Linked DNA regions of Oncorhynchus mykiss: region 1 is linked to region 2. Evidence: chromatin contacts called from public Hi-C data. All regions are on one chromosome and are shown on one strand. The core of a region is the stretch at or near the end of the contact, and the rest is flanking DNA. Distances in the headings are between cores, read along the strand shown.

Region 1 (4,166 bases), core at 993-3,492, 81 kb before region 2:
TTTGGTTTAAATAATGCAAATACACAGTGTTGGAGAAGAAAGTCAAAGTGCAGTATGTGCCATGTAAAAAATATACGTTTCTTGCTCAGAACATGAGAACATATGAAAGCTGCTGGTTCCTTTTAACATGAGTCTTCAATATTCCCAGGTAAGAAGTTTTAGGTTGTAGTTATTATAGGAATTATTGGACTATTTCTCTATTGAAAAAAGGGGTAGGATTCTTTACACATATACAGAAAGTGAATTTGTCCCCTAAAATGGGGGGACAATGTACAACAAGTGCTGAAATTTCTAAACGGTTCACTCGATATAGATGAAAACACACTAAAATTAAATCTGACCGTCTGCACTTTAAAGTAGTCAAAAGTTTCGTATTTGGTCCCATATACTGTACAAAATTGTTGGATGCATTTGCTGTTTGTTTTGGTTGTGTTCCAGATTATTTTGTGCCCAATAGAAATGAATGATAAATAATGCATTGTGTCATTTTTGGAGTCACCTTTTTTTGTAAATAAGAATAGAATATGTGTCTAAACACTTCTACATTAATGTGGATGCTACCATGATTACGGACTGTCCTGAATGAATTGTTAATTAAGTTAGACGCACAAATATCATAACCCCTCTCACCATTACAATAACAGGGGAGGTTAGCATTGGAGAGGCAGCTATGCGTCTATCTTTCTCACTCATCATTATTCACAATTCATTCAGGACTATCCATAATCCACATTAATGTAGAAGTGTTTGAAACATATTCTATTTTTATGTACAATAAAAGTGTCTCCAATATCCAAAGTGCTGGAGTACAGAGCCTAAACGAGAAATGTCACTGTCCCAATACTTTTGAAGCTCACTGTATGTGAAATCAAAGGGACTTATGACATGTTTGTGAAATGTTCTTGCTGTTGAAACATTGCATCACAGTAAAGTTCGTGTTAAATGAGAAAAGCCCAGGCTGTAATGATATCTCAAGGGAAAGATTGTTTTTAGATACTATTGCATGACAAATTATTGGCCTCCTTTTTGATTTTCTCTATATTTGCATATTTTTGATACTGAAAGGTATCAGATCTTCAAAACCAAATATTAAATAAAGGGAACGAGTTTATACTTATTTAATTAACAAAGTTATGCAACACCCAATTCCCCTGTATGAAAAAGTAATTGCCCCCTTACTGGTAACACAACTGGTTGTCACCTTTTAGCTGCAATGACTGCAACAAAATGCTTCCTGTAGTTGTTGATCAGTCTCACATCGCTGTGGAGGAATTTTGGCCCACTCTTGCATGAGGAACTGCTTTAACTTAGCAAAATTTGTTGGTTTTCAAGCTGCTCGTTTCAAGTCTTGCCACATCGCAATTACTTTGTCGCACGGGCATTGCGTTACATATTTCAGAAACAAAAGTATGTCATCGTTATTTGTTCACTCAGGTTCCCTTGATCTAATATTAGGTTGAGGTTGAAGATCTGGTAATCAGTAGACAAAATATGCAAAAGTAGAAAAAATTAGAAAGAGGGCTACTTTTTCACAGCACTGTATCTGTGCTATCCACACTGCTGACTTAATGCTTCCATTTCTGGTGTAACAGATGGAACGGTTTGAGTTGGAGTAAGTGAACATGAGTCAGACCATTGAGGAGTGAAAGATGAGTGTTCGGGTGGTGTGGCAAGCTACCAGGAGTCAGAGCATCTGGGGGTGGGGGGCATTTGCCTGCTGAATCATTTCCCAAACCTACATTGGCCCCGATTCTGACCATAGTTAAGCGTGCATTAATATAACATTTTTATTAAAAGTACACCGTATTTGAAGGGATGGCTTAAGAATGTACAGAAAACTCAATGAAAACAAAATGTTGGCCAGCAAGTGAGAGGGTTTTCAGCAGTTGAATTACATTTATTCCATGCACACAAGAGAACCACACCTACAAAGCCCACTATGCACCTTAAGGTAAGTCTGAATACCAACTACCGAGAAGTGTGTAGGAAAGGCGTAATTCCCCAAGTCGGAATCGGGGCCATTGTAACGAAATGACAGAAAATGTTTGAGGGTTATCCACCGATACTAACATCTAATGACACCTCTCATTGCGAGAGGCCCCTTCCGAGCAGGCTTAATCCATGCTTGAGTAACAGGCAGTTTAGGCCAGTGTAGCAAAATAGGTCTCAGCTGTCACATGGTCTTTATGGGACATTATAAGAAGTGGGGGAAGCGGTTAGTAATTAGGGAACTCCTTATGTTTTTACACTGACAAAATGTTATCAACTACCTTCCTGCACTTAGTTGTACATTTCTTGCTCTAATCTCTACGGTGCAGCTGCTGAAACACGGCTCCCCAAGTCCTGTATTATTCATGTGCCAATGAAAGTGTATATTTAAAAAAGGTCCACACAGGGATATGAGAGTAGGCCTAGTTCAATTTCACCAGCGTATTTCGCTGTCTTTTTTGTTTTTTTTCCAAATAATAGAGTTGGCCCCATGCGAAAGGAAGGACGAAGGAAATCCAAGACACACTTCACAAAAACCACACACACACACAAGATATAAAGTAAAACTTTATCATGACATACAAGTTTAAAGCCCTGAGAACCATATCTTTATATTACTAATATGAACAAAACTGAATGTGTCAATCACTTTGGAAAAGTGCTCCTCTTTTAAATACAATCAGCACAAACCAGTTTTACAAGCATTCACATCCCAATTTTGTTTTAATCAAAAGAGAAAACTATAACATCAGTAATGTTATTATTATGGACATGATAACAACCGTACAAAAATATGCACAAACCCCACAGATGTATATACGGAGCATTATACAAGCCAAAAACAACAGAATTGATAAATGAGGTATTCAATAACCACTTACATATGCACTTGTATTACACAGATCAGGTTAGATTTAAACAATTGATAATCTAATAAAATCCAAACCATCCAGGGACAAGGTTCTGCAGACTTTCAACTTCACAGTTTCCTGAGTGATGTGACCTCCTTGCCTGTAACTGATGACAAATCAAAAAGCAACAAAAACCGAACCAATCTAAAATGGCATTTAGCAAGTCACTAGAGACAGCTTTAAGGTTGTCCAAGATTTGCATTTGGATGTGTCCCTCAGTATACATGCCAATTGCATAACTTCAATACCAAATGCAACAATGACAGCAGCCCAATGCCCTGAGGTAAGAGGTCTTCAAGAGCCCACACAGACACACAATTGTAACCCACATAAGCCTGAGCTGTAAACTGAATTCCCAGTGAATGTGGTTCTAACCTGTTGCCCACCCTTGTCATGGTGTGGTCTTGGAGGACAGCACCACCTGCAGTCTCCTACATGGCGTTACATGGTTGTTACACACCCTCTAGCATATTCTGAACTTGCTCTCACACACGCTCCCTCTCTCATGCAAAGGCTGTAAGGCTACACTGTCAGACAGTCATTGACTAGACTGATTGGATAGAAAACAGACATTTCTGTTTAAAACAGCGAGAGAAACGAAAAAGGGTTTTAGTGACACCACCTAAGTGATCAAGGTAACTCGATCCATCAGAAGAAGAAAAATCAACACAAATAAATAGCATACCTTGGTTTTGAAACCAATAACATGAATGATGAATGCCTTAATGTCTGACGGAATTCATAAAGATCATGGAAATAGGTTACTCTTCAAAGGATTAAGCTTGAAGATAAAACAGTCATTCCTAGCAGAGTCATGAAAGGTTCACTGTTCTCTCACAGCTGATTAAGGCAGCAACTACATCTTTCACCTTTATTAAATGTGGACATAATATTTCATTGAGGGATTGCAGGTCTCTCTTCAGTCATTGTATATATGTTGTGGAGGTCCTGTAATCCTGACCGGTGGTCTGCGCCACAAAAGCCAACAAATAACAGCTAAAACACAGCTTACTAGGGAAGCAGGTAGCCTAGTGGTTAGAGCGTTGTGCCAGTAACCGAAAGGTTGCTAGATCGAATGCCCGAGCTGACAAGATAAAAATCTGTTTTGCCCCTGAACAAGGCAGTTAAACCCACTGTTCCTAGGCCGTCATTGTAAATAAGAATTTGTTCTTAACCGACTTGCCTAGTTAAATAAAGGTTCAATTTAAAAAAAGAAGGCAACAAGGCTGCCCACCTCAGAGATAAGGGGGTAAAAGGTTTAGAAAC
Region 2 (3,925 bases), core at 176-2,675:
ACATAGAAAAAAGTATATGTATCTAAATGATATATTAGGGGCGCAGATACAGTGCATGAAAATATGCATTTGATCTATTTTATTGGGTTTTTCACGATACATTATAAATAGTCGGATTTACAACTGTAATTAAAACAGGAAATTGGCAATGACGTACGCTAAACTATCAAAACCAAACAGTAATAAGGATTTCAATAAGGAAAAAAAGTGTTACATTTGATAGCCTCGTGCTTTTAGCCTACATTGCACTGCAAATAAAATGTTCGCTACCTCGCTCCTATGCTATGACACAACCGAGACCTAGCCAGGGCACAGCGCCAAACAGTGGGAAACAACTCACCATTTGTGCCTTGCTGCTACCGGAATTGTCCACCATCCCTCCTTGGTTATCTTTTTCCCTCTTCGCTGGCACGGTTTCAATCACTTGTAAACACAGAGAATTTGTGCATGCACGGGGGGGGGGGTCACATTTGTCCACCAGCTGATAGGCGGAATGTTGGCTGTGTAACTCTCAATTGTATCTTTCTCCACTTCTTTTTTTAATTTAGCGAAAGACGGACATGAAATATGTCCCGATCTCATATCTCGAAAGCTTGCCGTTGAGGTAACTCCCTTGACTCGATTTTCCTTCACTTGAATTACACCCCCCGTCTAGGCGTACAACATCATTAGGGCCCGCCCAGTGACAGCAACAAGTTCCAGAGTTCCAGCGCAGCGTTGGCTGAATAGTTACTATGCGTATGCAAATCTCATGAGAATGGCAATTTTATGAGAATGGCAATACTTGTCACAGTCCATACAAACTAGAGCCTATTAAATAGTACATAATAGATCCCGTGCCGTTATGCGGACAGGCTTTTTCCCTCAGTACAATTACATTTAACATGTGGATAACTTGCCTGTTGAATAATTAGCCAGGTGGGAGGCCAGCCCTACATTTTTGGCAAACAATGATAATGCAAAGTTTAAATTATTTAATGCAATTCCCAGATAAAAATGAGTCCGATGAGCAGTGAGCTATAAAATAGCCTATAGTGGTGCATATAGTGGTGCATGTACGTATACGCAAGTAATGATAGTCAATTGGCTACTTCCCTCGACATTATATTATATTTTGACAACTCAATTCTGCCCCCAAATGGATGTGGATGGTAATGCTCTGGTCAGGTACTATGGCCCCACTGTCTGTTCTTTACGTTCAGTTAACGATCTATTTATTCCACAGAGCGTCGACTGGCTGTGGGTTTTCGCTCCTCCCGTGTTTTTGATTATGGAATGATGTAGTAAAGAACTCCCCTTACCTGGTTGTCTAGGTCTTACTCGAAAGGATAAACCAGCAGACCAGTTTTGATCTAATCCAACCAACCTGCTTTATCAAGTTGTCTTTCCAATATTTACCTGTTTTTTTTTTAACTAGGCAAGTCAAGGTAAGGTAAGGTAAGAACAAATTCTTATTTTCACTGCCTTGTTCAGAACGACAGATTTTTACCTTGTCGGCTCAGGGATTCGATCTTGCAAACTTTCGGTTACTAGTACAACGCTCTAGGCTACCTGCCGACCCGTAATATACCAGAACAACATAAACATATTCTGCTTCCTCAACGCTGTACATCCAAACTCTTCTACATAACAAATATTTATTTGTAGCACAGGAGCGAGGTAGCGAACATTTTAACAAATATTTGACAGAGATTAGATTGGTAGCTCTCTGAATTCTGTGAGAATAACTTTCAATGGTGTAACATCCCCTCCAGCAAACCAGAAGAAAATTACAAAAGGACATGTGTATATTAATTAATTATATTGAATATAGCAAAAACAATATTTATAATCAAATAAAAATAGTGTTCCCTTTACATAATAATATTTCAAGTTAATGCATTTAGCACTCAGTAACACTTGGTATATTGTTTTAACTAGGATAAGGAAGCAGATTGTCCCATTAGTTGCATAGTACAGGCTAGTACAGGCTAGTGCAGTGTACTGGCTACTGACTGCACCGGATGGTGATGAATCCAATATTTATCTTAGTGATCTCTAGTGACACAGGTCAAGCACTCAATGGCTGCGTTTAAACAGGCAGCCCAATTCTGATATTCTTTCTACTAAATTGGTCTTTTGACCAATCATGCCAGATCTCTCCAGTCAGCTCTTTTTCAAAGCTGATGTGATTGGTCAAAGACCAATTAGTGAAAAATATCAGAATTGGGTCGCTTGTGTAAACGCAGCCAGACCAACACACACTTCCACATTAGGTCTGCACTAGCAAACACACTTATCTTTAGCCACACATGTAAGGGCTTGAGTGATGAGAATCACCCATTCTAATGCTTGACAACACAGACAGAATTCTTCAAAATGTTTAGTGTACTCAATGTACTGCTTGCTTTTAAAACCAGAAGATACCAAAACACTAACATTAGGGTGGGAAACTGTACAATTTGCTGAGTGACATGCGAGAGAGAGCGAATTATCAAAATGTAACAGGCTTGTCTGTTTAGATCGCCTTCTGATATCATATGCATGTCCCTCTGAGTATCTAGTAACTACTATACATAGTAGACAGAGAGGATCAAGTGGGTTATTGTGTTGTTGTGTACAGCATTGTCAGGAGGTAGTGGTTAACCTCAGTGACACCATGGGCTGTAATGTTACTTCTAACACGCAGGACAAGATTGACCAGAGTTCTCATTGCTGTAACATTACAGTAAACAGTGCCATTTTGTAACCCTTTTACATAACTTTTTTGGGACAAAGCATTGGTAGGCAGCCTGACATAAGAGTAAGTGCTAGTATCCCTATATCTTTTAAAGCATTAATTCATATACAAGTAAACCATGTAGTGTCAAAGACACCTAAGGGTCTGAGGTTAGACCCAAGATTAATACCAGGGATTTACAACAAAAACAGGGAATTTTAGGAAGATGGATTAAAAATTCCAAATCAATGAAGCTATAGTTATGGAATGTTCAGGTTTGTTTTCAAAGGGCTTACTTTGAAAAAAAGTGAATTGGAGCAAGACAAGCTTGCAGAAAAAGCTTTAGCCTTCAAACCGCTCTAGGACATTTGCTGTATGCATATTACCTTGCATATAAATGTTATATGTTTAAATAGACCTGGGAGTGATATGTCAAAGAGGACAACAAGACAGTGACCTTCTCCATCAGGTGAATGAGTGTAGTGCATGTCTAGAGATGAATCACCCTGCACCTGTCTATTGAGAGGGGATGCAACGTGGTTAGCATTTAATCTAGTTCCAAAATAACACAGAGGTCAACCTTTGGGGTGACAGAGAGCCCTGCTTGGACAGTGGCTAAGGCTTTGGATGACTTCAGTCCATGCTTAAGGTTAGTTAGGGTGTAGAGAGCACTGCAAAAACAGTGGCTAGCCATTTAAAGTGTTAGGGGGGTTCCATGCTTAGACAGTGGTAGGGTTTGGGTAACGGGAGGCCTTGCTCGACTTAAACAGTGGCTAAGGTCAGGGTAACAGAGGTCCAGTCTTTAAACACAGAGCTGCAGGGTCAGCCAGGTCACAGCACTAAGTGCCCTCCTCACTGCACGGAGCACGACGGGTCCTCAGCGCAGCAGCAGGCTGAGGAACCCATGGCTTTAGGGGGAATGAGGTCCAGGTCCTCGTCGTCAGGGATCTCATCCAGCCGGTATCCATCCTGCAGCAGCTGCCTGCTCAGGTCTGGGTGCACCTGCACAGAGGTCAACAAGTCAGCCGTGGAATAACAATTCAAAAAGGTATGCGGACAGGAGGTGTAAGAAACAGGTGTGAGGATAGGCTGGATATTTCTTTAATGTTTTATTACACAGCCTATTTAGGCAATAATGGTGTATACTTGCATTGAATCTTGTTTAAATATGAATACATTTGTAGTTGACTATAAAGGGACAACTATTTGAAATGGAAACTGAACCCT

Evidence for each region. Hi-C and Micro-C count contacts between places; a contact is called where the count stands out from the background.
Region 1: a contact with region 2 is called in a Hi-C map of liver, with 4 times the contacts expected there. A contact is called at or near these places in 2 of 3 Hi-C or Micro-C datasets (blood and liver).

What each region holds. Positions count from the first base shown.
Region 1 is chr6:65,519,972-65,524,137 of USDA_OmykA_1.1, reverse strand. LOC110526363 (AT-rich interactive domain-containing protein 3B) reads right to left here. Exons shown (of 9, transcript XM_021607268.2): 9 at 2,540-4,166. Among protein-coding and RNA genes, the nearest start is that of LOC110526361, 24 kb to the left of the region's middle.
Region 2 is chr6:65,438,592-65,442,516 of USDA_OmykA_1.1, reverse strand. LOC110526363 (AT-rich interactive domain-containing protein 3B) reads right to left here and starts at 1,425. Exons shown (of 9, transcript XM_021607268.2): 1 at 341-1,425. The coding sequence starts at 376. It overlaps LOC110526360 (protein FAM219B), which reads right to left. Exons shown (of 6, transcript XM_021607265.2): 6 at 1,619-3,700. The coding sequence ends at 3,551.